2 separate regions of the Gasterosteus aculeatus genome follow, and region 1 is linked to region 2. The links are chromatin contacts, called in public Hi-C maps. All regions are on one chromosome and are shown on one strand. The core of a region is the stretch at or near the end of the contact, and the rest is flanking DNA. Distances in the headings are between cores, read along the strand shown. Region 1 has its middle 14 kb from the start of vtg3. Region 2 holds the start of zranb2 (zinc finger, RAN-binding domain containing 2).

What was found. Hi-C and Micro-C count contacts between places; a contact is called where the count stands out from the background.
Region 1: a contact with region 2 is called in a Hi-C map of skeletal muscle, with 2.9 times the contacts expected there. The contact joins the enhancer-like site here to the promoter of zranb2 in region 2. A contact is called at or near these places in 3 of 6 Hi-C or Micro-C datasets (liver and skeletal muscle).

Annotation. Positions count from the first base shown.
Region 1 is chr8:15,119,731-15,122,842 of fGasAcu3.hap1.1, forward strand. No RefSeq gene overlaps it. Among protein-coding and RNA genes, the nearest start is that of vtg3, 14 kb to the right of the region's middle. Within about 2 kb of position 1,756, at least 1 of the 9 cell types and tissues checked has open chromatin away from gene starts, as enhancers often do.
Region 2 is chr8:14,931,786-14,934,549 of fGasAcu3.hap1.1, forward strand. zranb2 (zinc finger, RAN-binding domain containing 2) reads right to left here and starts at 1,287. Exons shown (of 10, transcript XM_040184290.2): 1 at 1,048-1,287; 2 at 360-412; 3 at 155-263. The coding sequence starts at 1,103.

The sequences.
Region 1 (3,112 bases), core at 506-3,005, 190 kb after region 2:
AAAAAATCACTTGGGCATCTCACTCCTTTATGGGGTGTTTCTGCTGCATGGTACAGCCCTATAGATTCCACCCGGCTGGGATGTCTTTTGGTGAAAAGTCCCTTTCTTTGTCGCGTGTCACCTCAAAGAAGGCAAGCTTCTCAGCTGACCAGCGAGGAACGTGACATTCTCGTTATATCAATTCAACAGGACACTTGCTCACCTTATTTCACAGAAACCAAACAGTGGAAACCCTGCATGTAGTATATAAGGTGGACATTGTTGTTTTTTATGTTTATGTTTGTCATGTATGATTATTCACAGGCTACATGGGGCTAAAAAATCCCCCCTGTTTGTGGCAATGCCCACCCATTAGCCTGAAAGTTAGATTCTTTAACAAATATGTTTTTAGATAATTTATTATATTAAATTACAAAAAAGAACAAGATAGTCACATTGTTAAGTTGACTTTATTTACGTTGCCAGAGTACATAAGCTAAGCCTAGGATGAAGACTGGAAACAGAATATTGTATCCTGGTAAAAATAATTAAGCTTACCACTAAAGCTCATTAATTAAGATAGATAGATAGATTGATACTTTATTGATCCCAAAGAGGGAAATGTTGGTATCACAGCAGCATGTACAGGGAACAAAACAGAATTAAAAGATACACATTATATACAATATAACAGGATACAAAAAATTAAATTATTGAATAAAATAAAATAAACTAAACTAAAACAAAAGAATAACCTTCAAGACAGTGCAATAATAATAATTTGTAAAAGAGGAAGAGGAAGAGCCGCAACATCACAGAAGTACAGGGTTGTTATCGTCGTTATTTAGCCAGAGATGATTTATTGTAAAGTGTCATTGCACTGGGCAGGAATGATCTCCTGTATCAGCCCTTGTGACAGCGGAGCTGAAGGAGTCTGTTGGCTTAAACCATTTGTTTCTTCTTTATTTAATCCATACACAAACATGTGTACTATTCATTCACTGCAGTGTCTCTTCTGGTTATTGTTATGCTCCAAGAAATAATTGCAGCACACGAGTCCTTATTTTGCTACATCTCTAAGGATTACCAAACATCATCAAGTTACTTAATAAGGAAGCATTTTATGTTCTCCTATTTGATATTTTTTTTATTTCTTTACTTTGAACAGCGCCAGGCTTCCACTGCCTCTCCATCTCTTCTAAAACATTAACCCTAATTGCATCACAGCTGCATGTTTTCAGTATAGTTCTGATGTTCTTTCTCCACTGAGAATATTCAGTAAACTAAGAGCAGATCAAGTTCTACCAAATTTCCTTGCTCCATTTCTAATTCCAAAGGCTACATGGAGGATTTGTTCCTGATGGGTTAACCATTCCTGTTGTAGAAACTCTTAATTGCATCTCGTTACTGTGTGGTTGAATGAACCGCACCGTCAGTGTATTACACAGTGTAAATTCTGGTCTTTGCAGGGATCAAACCTGATCAAACCTGCGAGCCTCCAGTCATGCAGCTAATCTCTAATCACCGTGTTGCCCTGCCATATGCTCACCTCAGTATGCACACGTTTACTAACTATAATAAAATCTGCCCGCTAGATGCTTTCATACCACATAACATGTTCAAAGATCCAAACTTGAGACTAATCTCACCTGATAACAGTTTTTTTTATGTGTGTGTTTTCATATTATTCTAAACCACATGCACGAGCACCACATCAGTGAACTCCCCTTGTCTTTATCGCCTAGAATCTTGATCAACTGGGTGGTTGCCATGGCGACCACTCTTTCACTGTTTTCACTGAATGGCGCCTCCTTTCACCGTAAATTCTGAGCCTATAGGACTGCACATGAAGAATTAGTGTAGTCACGGCTGCTGAACAGTTACCTCAGCGCTGCTCTTTCACGGGGCGGCGGATGTGGCTCAATCGTCTCGTGTCGTCACTTTGATTCAGAGGAGGAGAAGGGGAACTGAGTTACGTACTTTGGCAGTGGGGCAGATTTTCAGATTGTATTCTTCGTCGGTTATGTAAAGTTTATTTGGGGTGTGGTGGGGAGGAGGAAAGGGTTCTTAATAATGCAAGAACTGTGTTATCAGGTCTCTGACACTCCACGCACAAACAATGGATGTTGTGATAAAAGGGATGCCTCTCATGATATTGTACATCGTCCCCATGTGCATAAAGTGTAATTCCAAGATTCACTCTCTGACATGCCACTTTGATGTGTGCATCTGCATTTGTGGTTCAAGTAGGACAAGAAAAAGAGAAAGAACAGCACTGATCTGAATAGGAAGACATTACATCTTATAGAAAAGAAGGCTCCTTGTGTCACTTGTAAGATCAACAGTGCCCCCCCCTGGATGATTGACTGCACATAATGTCCTTAATTCAAAACTTCTCCGAAATAGTTATTTGGGAAATTGAATGAAATCTACATGTTACAGTAGCAGTCCACCTCCTCATTGAATCCAAACTTTGGACTCGTACTGCACATTGTGTTCATCTGCAATAATGGTGATCAGGTCTGATCAGTGAGAAGGCCGCCTAACAGATATTTAACCATGGATGTGTTTGGCCTGCTCTGCTATCAGACAGAATTACGGCGTTGGAGGATCAAAGATTATGATTTGAAAAAAAAAAAAAAAATCTGCGGTTTTAGCCACTGCTAAATTCTCCACTATGCTCACCAGCTACAGTGCGTGTGTGTGCGCATTTCCTTTAAAGACCATTATTGTTAGGGGTTTAAGTCCGGGTGGGCTTATTCAGGTTGGTGGCAAGGAGCTTCACTGCAACTATAAGCCACTGGCACGCTTTTTGAGTTTTTAATGTGCTTTTTTAGACATCTCAGAGAAATTGAAAAGATATGACCTCAGTAAAGGGACCTTGGTACTTGCTCTGCGTACATATATAAGATCGTCCAGACGTACAGCATAGCTTTAAAACACCATCCTATTGTACACACGGTCAATATATTATTCAGCCTGTACACACCAACAACGTCTCCATAGTAAGGTACTGCAGCAATTAGGTTCTATGAAACACTATTCCAACACAAATCAACATGTATACAAGATAACGGTTGATCTTATCTTAAATCTTAAAAATGCACTAGGCAATAACAATTAAGCTCATCCC
Region 2 (2,764 bases), core at 37-2,536:
GAAGGAAAATAAAAACAGTCAAAACTGAACATTGTCTCAACTGGCTAAAATATATACATTTCTCTCAGGAATTTCACCCATTTTGGAACATCTTTGTATTTACACCACACTCTGGATTAACGAAACATTTTTCATATTGCCTAAAAACACGTACGTTTTGCATTGCCAATCATTTGCACTGAAGAGGCCTCTGCTCTTCTCAGCCAGAGTTTTCCCGATCTCTGTGCCTCCAGCTTTCATCATCTTTGCCTCTGTGGTTTTCTCTGTGGAAGCAAAACAATGGCATTTAATATAGCTGCTTTTGGACAGTACGTATCAAGCGTCTTCCAAGACACATTAAATGGACATAAACGACTCACCCCTGCCACATCTGTTACAACTTGTTCTTCTAGCGAAGTTCACGTTTCCGCACCTGCAAAAAGCGTGCAGAATAAATAGATATACATCACCCCTTAGCCATGAACCGAGCGTGCTACACAAAAAGAGGAGTAGCTCAGAGCGGGTCTATTCATGGTGCATGTGCCTCAGCGTTAGCTTGTAGGCACTCACACGTCAGGTGGCCTGTGCACGGACGACCGGCAGCTGGCCTGTCATTCACGGACAGACATTTGGCTTTTAGTTGCACTGTGAAACTCACGACAACTTGACTCCTACGACGCTGTAAACACCGCCCACAACGCTGAGTGGGGACTCTCACCCGACCCTCAGAAGCTAACGATAGCTAGCTTGCTAACGTTGAAGTCTGCGCACACTGACAACTATTGTGGAGACCACGCCACGTAAATTGCAAACACAGCCCCTCAACCCGCAATGCTTGATTTATTCGCCGCGTTTATTTACCATTTAATAAAGCTAATAAAGTATAAAAACGATGTAATTGTTAGTTGCTAGTTTACTCCGCTAGTCGCCGTTAGCGTGAAACGCCAGAAGGCCTAATGTTGAGCTAACCACCGTTTGCATGTTAGCTGACAGCAGTTTAAACAAAAACTATAGTGCTGCATTTAACGATTGAGTACGTGAAATGTTCGAAAACAGAGGAGCACTCACTTCTTATCAGGACAAATCCAGTCCCCGTCGCTAACTCGAAAACTCTTCCCCGACATGCTCGTGGCTGTTGGCTAACACTGGCTGGCTCGTTGGTCGAGTGTGCTCGGACCGCTCTAGCAGCAGCTAACAGTTAGCCAGAGTCGGAGCCTCCGCCTCCTGATCCCTCCACTGATGCCTTCAGGTGCATATCTGGACAACTCTGAACTGCCCTATTATTTGGAAATTATGAGAAACTATCTGCGGGCAGTGTTTTCTTTCCGTAATATAAGTCAATATAATGTGGATGTATTGAAAAAAAAAAAAAAAATGCCACAAGTTCATAACAGAATTATAGCTGCAATAATTCTCCCCCAATTCTTCCGACCCCCACTGGAGACGCAAATGCAGCAATGATTTATTAGAATCGTAAAATAGTCTCCTTTATATGTGGTGGTGGTGTGGTATTCGCCTAATCGGGCTCTGCCAGTTTGATGTATAGGGTTATTAATAAAAGCTATATCCAAGAAATGTCTCAGGAACTTATCAGAAAATATGCATGTTCTTAGTAATACAGATTGCAAATTGGCTATAAAGAAGCAAAACATGTATGAAATAAAACTAACTTTACGTCCCTCCAGCTAACGTGTTAGCCGTTAAATTTAGTGTATTTTTTTCCTTTATTAAATACTTGTTATTTATGAAGGGGGAAATAGGGCAGGGAGTTGGAAATTCAATATTGTAATTTAAGAAAACGGAAAGTATGCAATGCCATTGTTGATTAGAGTAAAATAGGATGGAAGATACTGAGACTGAGACAGTGCATTTCCGTTTGGAATGATGAATATGTTGCACTCTTAATCCAAATTCTAGGAGTTTAAGAACTTGATCTTTCCAGTGTTGTTTTACTGCAATGCCAGTATTTGCCACTAGATGGCAATTAATGCCAACGTTTAAGACTGCACATTATAAAACTTAAGGTTTTGTTTTGTTCTGTCTTTCCTCCACCGATTGTCACCCATTTTGCTTGTTCATCTCAATCAGAGCAGTGTAAGGTGATGTGAAAATTAACTTTTAAGAGGGGCTATAGATTGTATGCTAACAGGTAGTTCTCTAAATTCAACATGCAAATGAATATCATGAATATATATTAGTCTTTTGCATGTTCAATATAGGATACATTATAATTACATTTTCATTCAAAATTATTTTGTGAGTTTTGCACAATATACTCTTCTTTTATTGTCACTTTCACAAAGAAAAATCAAGAGGATTACTGTTAACTTGCCAGGTGTATATTATGTATTTTATCTTGATAGGATATTACATATTTAAAATTATATTGTCATTAATTTCATATCCTATACATGTCTTGCAAAATGACTGACTTGACGTTGCATGAAAAGGGTCAGTGCAATGACAAAATACATTTCCTATTTCCTTGTGAGATAATTGTACCGCTCTTATTACCCGGTATTTAAGATTTAGAAAGTAAGATGCAATATGTTTAGGTGTGATTGAACAAAGGAAATGCTTTAGGTTGCACTGTGATAATATACAGCAGAGCTTAGGCTGCTCTAGAGGCGCCCCTGTCGCTCCAATCTGCAGTTGGTGAAAGTTAAAGACTCTCGGAGGTCACCGTCACAGCTGGTCCGTGAACCTGAGGCCACACAAGTTCCCATTTTCAGTGTTTCAACTGGAGTCTCCCACTTTCTTTCATTTACCGTCTGTTCCTGTTGCC